Regions from separate parts of the Delphinus delphis genome. Here region 1 is linked to region 2. Evidence: chromatin contacts called from public Hi-C data. All regions are on one chromosome and are shown on one strand. Each heading gives the region's core, a stretch centred on a gene start, on an enhancer-like site or on the middle of the called end of the contact. The rest is flanking DNA. Distances are from core to core; before and after follow the strand shown. Region 1 holds the start of VEGFA (vascular endothelial growth factor A). Region 2 holds the start of LOC132431515.

Region 1 (3,832 bases), core at 662-3,161, 220 kb before region 2:
ATCAGACAGTGACCCTACCCTGCCCCTTCTGCTTCCTCTCCCTCTTCCCTCCCCTTTTCCTGACTGGCTCCTCTTCCTGGGCTTCCTCTGCTCTAATCTTGTTCCCCAGTTGGCATCATTACTCCAAGTCAGACCTCCAAAACCAGATGGGAACATGATACTGGCACTGGAGAAAGAGGGCCTTCTTCCTTGCTTTCGCTTCATCTTCCCATTGCTTTATTGTAAAGACCTAGTGAGAGAGAGAGAGAGAGACAGAGAGACAGAGAGAGAGAGACAGAGAGAGAGAGACAGAGAGAGAGAGAGAATTGAGGGAAACCAAACCAATTCTCTCTCCTTCCATTCAACAGATTCTATTCCTACCCTTGCTGTGGATCAGCTCTGTGTCCTGCTAGGCACCTGGGGGTTGGGGGATGGCGTGAGTGAGACACCTTTCTTCCATCACAGAGAAACCACTTGGAGAAATGTTTAGACAACAGTGAGACTCAGCGCCTCTCTCCCCCATCTCCCTTCTAGCTTCAGAGAGGCTCTGCCTCTTTACCCAAGCAGGGAACAGCCTCCACCCACACAGGGAGAGCGACCCTGAACATCAGAGGTGTCAGGACATCAGGACAAAGTACAGCTATTGTGCCTTGGGCCCGATCACTACTCCCTTTGTCTGGGGCCACTGCTGGCTTCTGGACACCTTTCACGCTCTTCTCCACCCACCTCTGCCCTTCTCTCCCCTTCACCCTCACCTGGAACACCTTCCCCTTCCTCTTTGGCTCCTTCTGAACTACTACAGAGCCACAGGCCGAGGCTGCCCTGGCTGTGAGGTGGGGCCCTCCGAGTGGGGCTGAGGTTGCCGCTGAGGGGGCCCAGCGTGACCTCTGTCTGGGCTGCTCGCTGCTCCACACGCCCCCACCCCTCCTTGCCATGTTGCTGGATGACCTTGGGTCCCTCTGTACCCTTGGAATTCTCTGGGGGAAAGTCTGCCCTGATAGTCCCTGTCCTGAAGCAGCCTGCAGAGGGAGGATAAGTGGAATCAAGTTTGTTGGAGGGGATTAAGTCCATGGAAGGAGAAGATGCTATAGAGATGTGATGTGGTCTTATGGCTGTTGACTTGTGTTCTTGTTCTGTGTGTTTCTGGCCCCCATTTTTGAAGACCCAGGAGCGTGGGGCTCTCAGTTTGATGATCACCCATGGGGTTGGATCCATGACAGCGTATTAATGTGAAAGCTGGTGACATCATATTGGGGGATGGGACCCAGAGTCAACCCCCCACCCCCAAGTCACCACCAGGTTGTGGCTGTGAAATGAAGGGTGGAGATGGGAGACCCCTCCTCACCCTAGTGAAGGGTGCTCAGGACCCTTCAGGCAAGGCTGCAGTTCTGCTCCCTCATCCCCCTGGTTTCCTGAGCAGAGGTCACAGAGGTTGCTGTAACACACTTTGCTGAATGGGGAATGGTTGGCTCAGGTAGGGGAGAGACTAGTGGCTATTAAGTGACAACTGATGGCCATCCCTCCTTGGAACCCCTCCGTCTTCCTCCCAACTTCAGGGTCCTTTATTAAGACCTCTTCAGGCCTCTCCGGGGGCCAAGGAAGGCTGGGATGAGAAGGGATGCAGAGGAGGGGGCCAGAGTGACCCCCGGTGGTGAAGCGGGGAGCCTCTGTCCTGGGCTCTGCCGGCCCCAGGGTAGGGATAAGGCAGGGGATCCCTGCCAAGGTGCCCACATCTTGTGTTCTGGGGGTGCTAGACGAGGACCAGGTTGGGCAAGGAGGAAGTCTAGTGGCTTCGCTTCCATGTCCCACGTGGCATCTTGGAGGGTGGAGCCTTGGTGAGGAGGCCTGCCTGGGAGGTGGAGACTAACTGTAAAAAGACCTTGTCCCTGCTGCTGGGGAGGCTGCTAGGTGGTGGAGACGGGACTGGAGGCATGAACGATGGAGAGGGTGTGGTAGGGTGGCGGCTGAGCCAGCCCCTCTGCTCGCAAGGGCCTCAGGACACCACTCCTGTGGAACCGGGGCACTAAAGGGGTAACCTGTCACCCCCACCAAACCACAGCGCCATGAGCTGAGGAGCTGCTGTGTTCTGTTCTCAGCCTAGCTCCCATTCTCAGCCCAGGCCTTCACAGAGGCCACATCAGCCCCAGGCCAGGCCCTGGCCAGATCTGGATGAATAATAAGACCGGTTAGTCCCTCTCTTCCCACAGGTATCACCCCCACTCCTTGTTCCCTGGGGGAGCCTGGGAGCTGCTGGGTCAAAGCCCAACCAGGAATTTTTCCAGGCTGGTTCCTGTATGCAAGGGTGAGTTGGGGGGCCTTGGGGAGCACTTAGGGAAGACACGAGGAGTTGGGGGAGAGGGAGGCTTTGAAGGAACGGGGGTGACTGAGGTAAAGGGAGAAGAGACTGCCAGCTGCGAGAAGTGGGCAAGGGATCCCGGAGGTCTGGGGGCTGCTGAGGAGGACTCCCCAATTCTGTTCGGAAGATGAGCTGTGAGCCTGGACTCTGGGGCTGATAGAAGCCTTGGCCTCCGGCCTGGTGGGAGCTCTGGGCAGCTGGCCTACAGACGTTCCTTAGTGCTGGTGAGTAGGTTTGAATCATCACTCAGGCCCTGGCCTCTATCCGCCCCCACCAGCCCCCTGGCCTCAGTTCCCTGGCAGCATCTCGGGGGGGGGGGGCGGGAAGCAGGAACAAGGGCCTCTGTCTGCCCAGCTGCCTCTCCCTTTGGGCTCTGCCAGACTCCACAGTGCATACGTGGGCTCCAACAGGTCCTCTTCCCTCTGGGCCACTGACTAACCCCAGAACCACACGGCTTCCTGTTCTCAGCCCCACGAACACGGTGCCAAATACTTCTCCCCAGGGGAGACTCCCTGAACACTTCCCAAAGGACACCAGTCGCCCCAGCCTGTGGGCTGCAGCAGGCCAGATGAGGGCTCCAGAAGGGCACAGTGTCCAGATGGATACATCATGCCCTCTGTGCCTAGCACTGGGCTCTGTGCACATGGGGCCATTTGAGTCCCAAACATGCCACTGTTTGAGAGGTCAGAAATGGGGATACCAGGGGTAATCTCCCTCAACCCTCTTCCTGAGGCCTCTTGAACCGGAGCTGGGGTGTGCAGACGGTAGTCACTAGGGGGCGCTCAGCCACCACAGGGAAGCTGGGTGAACTTGGGAGAGGGAGAGCAGCATCTGCGTGAGAGTGAGGACGCGTGTGAGTGTGTTGGGGGGGTAGCTGAGAGTGTTGGAGCAGGGGAGAAGGCCAGGGGTCAGCCCAGGATTCCAGTAGATCTGTGTGTCCCTCTTTCCACCAGTCCCCTTCCGACTCCCCCAGACCCCTGCCCACTCCAATATTCCCAGCATAGAGGGAATAGCTCTCGAGTCCTGTCCGCACATAACCTCACTTTCCTGTACCCTCCCCCCAAATACCGCGCGGGCGTGTGTGTCTCCGGGCAAAGGGGGGCGCATAGGTAATTTTCAGGCTGTGAACCTTGTGGGGGGGTCGAGGTTTCGCTTCGCTGGTGTGGGTGGGGGTCCAGGCTTCGCTTGGGGTCCCCAGGCGAAGGCAGCGCCAGGGGCCGAAGACGCGCGGAGGGGACGGACTCAAGGAGCCGAGGCAGGGCCTGTTCCCGCCCCTGGGCGTGTCGGGGCGGGGCCAGGCCTTCTTTTTAGTCTGCTCATAGCGGTGAGGAGCGCAGAGGCTTGGGGCAGCCGGGCTGCAAGGAGGCCGCGGCGCGGGGGGCGAGTGGAGCCGGCGGCAGCGGCGCTCGGTCGGGAGACGCATCGGCGAGGCGGACGAACCAGCGGGGTCACCAGCCAGGAGTCTCCGCACTGGAATTTGATATTCATTTATCCAGG
Region 2 (3,775 bases), core at 309-2,808:
TTCTTCCTTTTTCGTAGCTGAGTAGCCTTCCTTTGAATAGTTATGCCACAACTGATTTATGTGTTCTGCTGTTGATGGACATTTGGTTGTTTCCAGTTTTTAATTAACAGCATTAAAGCAACCGCAGCCTTCTTGGACACGTCTTTTGGTGCACATAACCATGGCTACCCATTCTTGAGAACAGATTTTGAGGGGGATGCCTCGTTAAGAACTCCAGGGAGGGAAGGAGAGATGAAAAATTATTGAGCTCCTGCCTGGTGCCGTGAGCCTTTTTGTGTCGACTGGACTAGTCATAGGGGAAGGAGGACGGAGACAGAGCAGCCCCTAAAAGGGACTCCACCAACCTCATTCCTGCGCCTAGAGCCACTGTGAGTGTGTGAGTGTGAGTGTGTGAGTGAGTGAGTGTGTGTGTGTCTGTGTGTGCGTGCGCATGAGTATTCATTTCCTAGGGCAGCCATAATAAACTATACCATAGACCTGGTGTCTTAAAACAACAGAAATTTATTCTCTCATAATTAAGGAGGCCAGAGTCCAAAATCAAGGTGTCGGCAGGGCTGGTTCCTTCTGGAGGCTCTAGGAAGAGTCTGCTCCACGTCTCTTTCCCAGCTTCTGGTGGTTGCAGGCAATCCTTGGTGCTCCCTGGCTTGTGGCTGCCTCACTCCAAGCTCTGCCTCTGTCATCACGTGACCTTCCTCCCTGTGTGCCTCGTATCTCTTTGTCTACAAATCTCTCTCCTAAAAGGACACCAGTCATTAGATTAGGGGCCCACCCTAATCCAGTTAGATATCATCTTGATTACATCTATAAAGACCCTGTTTCCAACTAAAGTCACATTCACGGGTAGTGGGGCAAAAATGTCAACATATCTTTTGAGGGACACAATCCAACCAACAATAGTGATTATGACTCTGCAAGTTTGTGTGTCGTGCACGAGTGTGTGCGTGAAGTCGGGTGTTTATGTGGGTGTGTATAAGTGTGAGGGAGCAGTGAGAGTATGCATGTGCGTGTGCTTGTGGGAACACGTCTCTGGTTGTGCTCATGTGGCTGCGGACGTGTACAAGAGCATGTGTGTGCCTGTGGCCCGGTGGCCATGGCTTGGACAGCCTTCCTGAAGGGCTGAGAGGGGTGGCAAGGCAGCACGAGGGCCTCAGGCCTGGCTCCCTGCTCCCAGCTGGGGTGGCCCCATGAATCCAGAGGGCGGAGGGCTCGCTGTGAGAAGCAAGGACGAGGGTGTTTGCTGAGCTGGGTACAGACTAGTAGGCTGAGGCGGTGGCTCCAGGCAGCAGCGTGGTTCCCAGGTCCTCTTCCAGGAACGTTCCTAGAAGGCCCCTCCACCCAAGCTCCCGTCCCCTGCGCCCCATTTGCCTGGATGGGGCGGTGCTGACTGACTCATCCCCTCCCAGGGCTGGAAGCCAGCACTCAGCTACCTGTTGGGCCAGTCAGGTAGGGGCGGGGCAGCCAGACAGCCCCTCCCAGGCCCTGCCCCCAGGCCAATCTGGAGCAACACCCTATCAGCCCCAACGCCTGGCCAGGGCTGGACGCCAGGAAGTGGAGAAAACCAGCGGTGAGCACATGCTCAGGTAAGGCCCAGGATGAGGGCTGCTTCTCTCCTCAGGGCAGCTCTTGTGGGCAAATCCACCACCCAGAGACGGGACATAGGGAGGGTCTCCTCAACAGTTATGTGGGCTGGGCACCTGCTCTGAGCCAGTTACCTCCATTAAACTTCCCAACCAAGTTTAAATGGTGTCCTTAATATCCCCGATTTACAGATGCAGTCCCTGAGGCCCTAAGGAGTGATGATCTGCCTAAGATTCCACACCTTTCTTTAAATTTGTTGGAACTTTTTTATTCTCTCTGGAAATCCATACCCTGCCCCCACCTCCAGACTCAGACCACAGCTGCTCCCACTTGCCCACCTGCCCACCACACACCCTTCCCACCCTTCCCCAGGGAGACACCGAGCCCAAGGGGTGGGATGGGGGAGGGGGACGTGGTCTCTCATCCCACCCTCCTGGGCTGGGCTCCTTTGTCATATCCTGGTTTTGGTTTTGGTGTGGTGGTAAGCTTGTTGCCTGTGAGCATATCGGTGGGTTTGTGTGCACGCCACAGGAGGGGTCGTCTGGGCATGTGGTATACCTCCAGGTGGGTTTGCCTGCCAGGGACACCTGAGCGCACGACTGCAGCGGGACACACACTGCCCAGGTTGGATCTGTGAGTGTGCCCAGGTGCAGGTGTGCAAGCCCCCCGTGGGCATTCAGGAAGAGGCTGCCCCCCTGCACGTTTGGGTCTCTGCAGAGGGCTGCCCATTGCTCCCCCCTTACCAGGTCACTGCCACCATCCTCAGTGCACAGATTCCCAGGCCCCAGGTGACAGCCTGGTTAAAACTGCCTATGACTGGGGACAGAGACACCTGAATCTCAGGCCCAGACCCGCTTGCTCCACTCGCTCCAGGCTGAGGTGCCCTTGAGCTGGCATTGCCCCACCCAGGCAGTGGGAGTGTCCTCACCCAATGGGATGGGGTGACATGGAGGGAGGAGGGAGCAGCGAGGCTTCTCCCGCCCCCAGGAGCGCAGGGTCCCAAGATGAAGAGCTCAATACCCCAGCGCTCAGTAGGCTGGGGGGAGGTCCTGCCAGGACTTGGCACTGACTACAAAGTGTGGGGGGCACCCCCCAGCACTCCGGGCCGCCGGCTGGCCTTGGGGGAGGGGCTGTGACGTTCGGTGGCCTCATGCGGTAGCTAATTGCTGACCTGATGACTGGGCGGCCTGAGGAGTGGGGTGATGCCACTCGAGGAAGCAGGCGTCCTGGCTCAAGGAGGGGGCCCTGTAGGGATGGAGCAGGCCAGGCCTGTGCTCTGCAGAGGCTAAGGTGGCTGTGGCCGAAGGAGTAGGGGGTGGGGGTGCTGAGGCTGCGATCGTGGGAAAGGGCTTCTCCCCAGCTTCCCTCAGCTTCAAGGGAAAAGGGTTCAGAGGCTGGGGTGGGGGAGGGAGAGGGGGTGGAACAGGGGATTTGGGAAGGGGCTACAGTGGCGGGGGAGGGGGTGGAACAGTGGATTTGGGAAGGGGCTACAGTGGCGAGGGGGGTGGCGGGGAGGAGATGGTGGCCAAGACTTCCTCTTGCTTCCCCTTGCTTCCCCTCCACCTACACTCCCCCCACCTTCCCATCTCTCCCCACCCCCACCTTTGTCCCCTCTCTGGTCCCTGTGGCCCAGGTTGGTAAGGAAGGAAGGAGTGGATGGATGTCTCTTCGCACCACAAGGCCCCCAGGCACAAGCAGCCTACTTGGCCATACCTACCCTGCTGAAGGCCAGAACATCCAGGAGCTGTGGTGAGACTTCAGCTGTCCTCAAGGACAGGAAGAGAGGCACAGAGAACAGCACAGGCAAAGGCTGGGTAATGGGGTTTGTGAGGTTGATAGAGGACAGAGGCTTGGCTGCAATGGTTATGGGAAGAGAGGAGGTGGGCAGGGCCCACCTGCACCGAGGCCATTCTGCACCGAGGGCCACACTGTCCCTTCCTGCCAAAAACTGTCAGTAACCAGACTCAGAGATTCTCCCACATGCTGGCCACGGCTTCTGCCAAAGCAGGCCTGGCCTCAACTCCCGGACAGGGGCCAGGACCAGGTCAAGAGCCACACAGGATGGGGACCCCACCTCCCAAGTCCCCAGGTCCATCAACCCTAGAGAACCTGCAGCCCTGAGTGCCAAGAAACAGGACCCGTCCATCTGTAGGTCAGTCCTCTGGGACCCTGGCGCCCCCTGTAGACAGGAAACTAC

What was found. A called contact is a pair of places that touch in the nucleus more often than the background predicts.
Region 1: a Hi-C map of lung shows a contact between it and region 2, with 6 times the contacts expected there. The contact joins the promoter of VEGFA here to the promoter of LOC132431515 in region 2. A contact is called at or near these places in 2 of 3 Hi-C or Micro-C datasets (lung and muscle).

Annotation. Positions count from the first base shown.
Region 1 is chr10:31,990,253-31,994,084 of mDelDel1.2, reverse strand. It overlaps VEGFA (vascular endothelial growth factor A), which reads left to right and starts at 1,911. Exons shown (of 9, transcript XM_060021629.1): 1 at 1,911-1,931. The coding sequence starts at 1,911.
Region 2 is chr10:31,773,954-31,777,728 of mDelDel1.2, reverse strand. It overlaps LOC132431515, which reads left to right and starts at 1,558. Exons shown (of 5, transcript XM_069541073.1): 1 at 1,558-1,580; 2 at 3,212-3,392. The coding sequence starts at 1,573.